2 separate regions of the Mus musculus genome follow, and region 1 is linked to region 2. A link is a contact called in public Hi-C data. All regions are on one chromosome and are shown on one strand. Each heading gives the region's core, a stretch centred on a gene start, on an enhancer-like site or on the middle of the called end of the contact. The rest is flanking DNA. Distances are from core to core; before and after follow the strand shown. Region 1 overlaps Col12a1 (collagen, type XII, alpha 1). Region 2 overlaps Gm10635 (predicted gene 10635).

What was found. A called contact is a pair of places that touch in the nucleus more often than the background predicts.
Region 1: a contact with region 2 is called in a Hi-C map of embryonic fibroblasts, with 7 times the contacts expected there. The contact joins two enhancer-like sites. A contact is called at or near these places in 2 of 484 Hi-C or Micro-C datasets (embryonic fibroblasts and nephron progenitors) and 1 of 9 other capture datasets (adipose tissue).

Annotation. Positions count from the first base shown.
Region 1 is chr9:79,609,024-79,611,945 of GRCm38.p6, reverse strand. It overlaps Col12a1 (collagen, type XII, alpha 1), which reads left to right. Exons shown (of 66, transcript NM_001290308.1): 59 at 2,079-2,132. Among named protein-coding and RNA genes, the nearest start is that of Gm10635, 91 kb to the right of the region's middle. Within about 2 kb of position 1,500, at least 64 of the 459 cell types and tissues checked have an H3K27ac peak or open chromatin away from gene starts, as enhancers often do. A contact at or near this core is called in embryonic fibroblasts, where this site is marked.
Region 2 is chr9:79,477,909-79,480,938 of GRCm38.p6, reverse strand. All of the region lies in intron 1 of Gm10635 (predicted gene 10635), which reads left to right. Among named protein-coding and RNA genes, the nearest start is that of Gm10635, 40 kb to the left of the region's middle. Within about 2 kb of position 1,653, at least 13 of the 459 cell types and tissues checked have an H3K27ac peak or open chromatin away from gene starts, as enhancers often do. A contact at or near this core is called in embryonic fibroblasts, where this site is marked.

The sequences.
Region 1 (2,922 bases), core at 251-2,750, 130 kb before region 2:
AGTGGCAGTGAGCTGATTTGCTGTCAAGGGCTCGCTGTGCACATCACAACCCATCCCAGTGTGTGCTTCAGATGGTAATGGTGGGGCCCAGTGTGTGTTTCAGATGGTGATGGTGCGGTCTTGAGGTTGGCAATCAGGAAGCCAATACTGTCACCATTGCACCGAGAAGGGTGAGGGGTTAGGAAGATCTGCACATTTCCCCCTCCAACCCATGAAACTCCAACCCATGTCCAACATTGTGGACAGACCACTCTTATCTCTTGGGATGAAAATGAGGCAACGATTTAAGAACCAATTCCCACGTTTCTTCCATGGCCCTACTCATGTGCCGATGGCTTAGTGAGCTGCCTCTGAGGCTAAAAGCAGGCACAGTGAGCAGGGAGGACATACACTGTTTCACACAGTGAGAGAAGCTGTCGGTATGGGGATTTTGGCTAACAAAAATAAGAAATAAATAAGAAAGTGGCAGGAAGTAAGAGAGGGAAGCAGGAGGAAGGTGAGGAAGAGGACCCTGGTGAGTCAGGTTCTGCAGGTATAGTGGGGACCACAGAAGAACCCCATGTACTTGTATCTAATTTATATGAAGTGGTCCCTAGTCTCTTCTGACACCGTGATTGATTCGGGTGGTTATAGTAACGACTGTTGCAGGCTTGCAGTCAGAAGTGAAGCTAAGAGGTAAAGCATGGTGACTGCAGGTGGCTTGAGATAGCCCATTTAAGGACATCAAATTAAATCCCCCTCATCCCAATTTAGGTATGTTCCTTCAAAGAAACAGGTGGCCAGGAAGTTCTAAGCATGACTAGATCATTAAAAGTCTGATCCTCCCTACAAGGGGAGAGAGAGAGAGAGAGAGCGAGCGAGAGAGAGTGCTGTGGTAGCACTTGGATCTGTTTGGATGGAAGACCAGGCCTATCAGAGCTACTGGAACACTTTGGTTTCTTAAGTGGCTCTCAGAAGTAATGTTGGTTTTGTATCAGATGGACTCCAAGCCTGGTATTTGTTAAGCGGACATAACTTCTTCAGAAAGCAAACTGAAAGTTTATCCCTTTAAGTTTCTGAAAAGATTTGTTTTGGGGGATATGGGAGTATTTCTAAAACTCCCTTAAAAGAAAACTAAGTTTCTGCTATTGTGAAGTAAGCAGAAATACAGAGGCTGAATAATTATGGACAACATAATTCTTCCATGGTTTGATTTTTTCAAAACCAAGCTGGCCCAGAACTCACAGCAATCCTCCTGTCTCAGCCTCCCAAATGCTAGAATTGCAGGCGCGGAGTCACCATTGCCTGGTACTGATCATTTTTATTCTCTGTGGAAAATGGGACAAAAATCACTTCTGACTGAGGAATGCAGCAAGCATAAACAGCAAACTGACTCAGAAGTCCTCGGCTGGGTTTCAGAGATCTGGTGTTGCGAATGAACACTAACTAGGTAGCAGGGTGACTCACTCCAGACAGAGGTCATTTGGCACTGTACAGAGGGAAAGAGCAAACCAGTGTGGACACAGGAGCCAAAGGGCAGCCCTGCAGGGAGATGCGCCTGCCCTTTCCTTGCTGCTCACACTGACATAGCTCGGCCCTGTCATGAAGGGAGAACATTTAACTCTGGCTGAGAGAATAGAAGACTTCCTTTCCTTTTTGAGTGTAGGGCAGCTAAGGCAGTTTGAGTTTCTGAGGGTGGCTTCAATCAGCAGAGGCAGTCTCCCTTCATCTCTTTTTGTACTTTTAAAATCTTAGAATTTCTTAAAATCTTTCTTTTAAAATCTTAAAATTTTAGAATCTGCCTTCTTTGAAAAATATTAGTTTGGCATTTGAACTAATTTTGCTTGTAGTATACAAATGAATGAGCATAGGAACTAATTACTCAGTAAAAGTATAATGTAAATTGAAATGAGGGTTTTTTTTTTTTTGTCGTTGTTATTGTTGTTATTTTGGAATGCTGGTCTTCATACTGAAAGCTTAGCTACCAAACACCACCATGTACTCAGCCCTTCTTATGACCCTATCACCCTTAGTGATCTATTTAGCCTCATTCCACATGCTTGTTTCCTTCCTAACCTGTACTTTCATTCTTACAACAGGGTTTCACTGGAAAAGATGGTGCAATGGGGCCCAGAGGTCCCCCGGGGCCACCGGTAAGAGCTGAGAGGGTTACACTGCCCTGACCACGGTCTCCAGCCTCCTTTTCCTTTCCTCCCATTTTGAGTTTCCCCCCTCTGTGCTATGGGGAATATTGATCCAGAAGCCATTTGTTTTTGATTTATGAGTCAAAATGTTCTAGAGAAAACAGATGTGTCAAAATACAGATGCTTTTTCAAGTTCTGTTTCAGAAAAATCTCAGACTGACCTGGGCACTGTCTGGTTGGTCTCTTGATTTTTCTCTTCAGTGAGATATTAGACTCAGTTCCTCAGTGGTCACCTCCTGAATCTGAGCTCTGTGACATTTAAATGTTAAGGACAATATTAATGAGCAACCACTGGTCATTCTGAGGAGGTAGGTTTTATCTACATCTTAAACAAAGGGTGGTCTTATGCCTTGTGTAGATTAAGCTGAAGATAGATTCTGAAATTTTTTTCAAGTAGAACAATCTATAGGTGATGTTACAATGAGATAGAAACACTGGCTATGCCCCCCTGTCTGCATGGCAGGATTGAAAGATTCCAGAACATATGTTTATTTGATTTTACTATTTATATTTAATACATGTGTTTTCATGTAAGAACAGTTTAAATAAATAATAAGCCTAACTATTTACTACAGAGCTCAACTTTGCATACATTTAGGGAAATATTTTATAAAATCTATGATTCTATTTAATAGAAGTGGTAGGCTTTAGAACATGATGTATTGGATATCATATTATAAATAGCCCAGTAGATATAGAGCAGAAATGCTTGCAATTAGACTTAAAAGCAACAGGGAGA
Region 2 (3,030 bases), core at 404-2,903:
TCTCAGCAGATGTGCTGGCTAGTTTTATGTCAACTTGACACAAGCTAGAGAGTCACCTGAGAGGAGGGAGCCTCAACTGAAAAAAAAAATGCCTCCATATGATTGAGCTATAGGCAAGACTGTAGGACATTTTTTAAAATTAGTGATTGTTGGGGGAGGGTCCAGTCCATTGTGGGTGGTGTCATCTCTGGGCTGGTGGTCCTGGGTTCTGTATGAAAGCAAGCTGAGGAAGCCACATGAGTAAGCCAGTAAGCAGCATTCCTCCATGGTCTCTGTATTAGCTCCTGCCTCCAGGTTCCTGCCCTGTTTGAGTTCTTGTTTTCATGTCTTTGATGATAAACAGTGATGTGGAAGTATAAGTCAAATAAACCTCTGGAACTTGCTTTGGTCATGGTGTTTCATTGTAGCAAGAGTAACCCTAACTACAATATCAGTCACAACCCTTTTCTTTTCTTTCCTTCTTTTAAAACTCTTTATTGATTTTTTAAAAAAATTACATCATGCATCACAATCTCTTTTATCTACCTGCCCCTCCATATTTGCCCCCTGCTTTTGCAACCTCCTTCTCAAAAGAAAACAAAAAATAAAAGTAAAACTGCTGACAACAACAACAACAATCTCACTGTGCAAGCTGCAGTGTGTCATGGTGTGTCATATAGTATACCCTTTTCTCAAATAGCATTATTTGCAAATGTTCATTGCAATGAATCATCGGTCTGGTTTAAGGCCTCTGGCTTCTGCCACACCATCAACACTGGATCCTTACCAGGTCTCCTCTCAAATATCCTGTTCTTGTCCTGTGTCATAGAAATCCTGCAGCTTTGGTTCTGTTGGACTGGCCCCTTCCCATGCAGAGAGAGAGGTTTTAGTGGGCTTATGTGGTACTGTGCTTCTGGTCCAAATACAGGTTCAAGCCTCATTTGAGGAAGAAGGAGGGGACCTCTTCTTGGCTTGGACAACCTGACTTTACACAGCACTACATGCCAGTCATGTTCAGAGAGTGTGGTGACCTGCCCTCCGCTGATTTTATCATATTTAATATAAAACACCATTTTACCTGCCTTGTGGAAAAAATGCCAACCAGTCACAGTCCATGATGATAAACAATTACTATGGAAAAGAGAGGGGCGGGGGTGGATGGGGGGGGGGGAGGAGAAAAAGGAAAGGGAAGAAAAGGAAAGGAAGAAGAAAGGATCAGTTCGTACAAACTTTTAGGGCCCAATTCATCTCTTTACATGGCTTCTCCTAAACTTATTTTTTTGGGAGACACTTGACTTCATTTCAAAAGAAACAAGGCCATTATTTTAAAAATGCCAACTAGTCAATGCAAACAAGTACTAATTAGTCCAGGCACAATAATACCTTGAGATCCTGAAGAGCTAGCTACATGAATAGTTTTTATTGAAATTGACCAGAAGACTGATAGCAGGAATTTTTGAGACATTAGAAAACCAAGCTGCTGAAATTTCTAAGTGTATCCATTTTAAGGATTCAAGGGTGTGCCTGCATGCATTTTTGGCAACAACAGTTGTGGCTAGGTGAAATTATTCAGCTAACCACGAATGGGAAAGAGCTGCTAATTGGGGGCAGAACATGATCTGTTCAATGTAGCTGTAGGCAGTAAGATAATCAGACAGGCTGCCAGCTGTTCCCTTGTGCCCTTGTGTACCTAGGATGTTAGGGAAGTGGAAAATTTACCTCCTCTTTGTATGAGCATGCTGCTCAGATTCCTCATCCCAAGATGCATTCCAACCATTTATAGTTCATGCTTCCTGGAAAACAAAATGTCAGCCTGCCTGGAAGGCTTTGCTACTTTCTGACATTATTGCCAGAGTTTCATTAGAACAGTATTTACTTGAGTGCCTTTGGAAACATTTCATATACAAAAAAGAAAGAGTCCTTTATTATGCTGATACAATTTTGACAAATAATAACTAACTTGAAAGAAAGGTGAAATGCTTTGCAGGTAACATTATTTTGTTTGTCTGTTTGTTTGGGTAACCATACAACAAAAATAGCTGTTCTGCACTAACAAGAACAAAAACTCTAAAATTTTGCTTTAAGTCATGCTGCAGAGATAAAATTTAAAGATGTAAGAGGAAAATCTGACCAAGGTGGCATAAAGTCCAGTTTCTCCTGCTGTGCAAACCTTGGGGGTTGAAGGCTTGGCTACCATGAGAATATTGCATTGATTTCTGTCTGCCCCACCCCTATCTCTCTGCTTCATTATCTCATTTCTTTCGCTGTCACTCTTACCTCTCTGTATAATCTGTAGTTATATCATTCAATGTTTAACAATGTCAGCAATTTGTATTCTATTCTGAAGTTGGTTGTGAGGCTGTTAGCGTGTTATTGGAATCCTGACATGTTGTTACACAACTAAAAAAATATTATTTAAAATCAGTTAGTTGGTGGAAATAAATCCACCAACTCAGTTAACTGAAAATCATATACAACTTTATCAATATCTTCATGAATGATAGATAGAAGTTATGTGTGTAAGGAGCTTTGAATATGAGCTGACAATGTATCAGGATCACCATCCTAACTGTATTGCTCTCTGAAACAAAGTAGCTCTCCACAAATTGATGGCTTCTGGCAGGGGAGGGGCATGCAAGTAGGGAAGGACTCAATTTTCTTTTCTTTTCTTTTCTTTTTTTCTTTTCTTTCCTTTTTTTAAAAGGGACTAGTTACTGGAAATTTGACTATGTTCCAGTGAGTATACGGGCATCACAAATTGGATTATTTTTGGATGTTGTTTTTTTTTTTTTCTTCTCTTTTGGGGTGTCTGGAGGTCACAAGTGTGTGAGGGCAGACCTGGGAGGACTGGACAGTGAGAGTGATGGACTGCATGATGTGAAACTCCAAAATATTAATTAAAAACATTATGTTTGAAAAAAAAAACACTAAATCTGGAGGCATACTTAGATATAAGCTAATTTCTCAAACCCAAGTATTTACAGGGAGCATTTAATTAAATGTAGCACCTTCAGTTTCTACAAATGATCACACCTTCTTTAACAAAGGAGA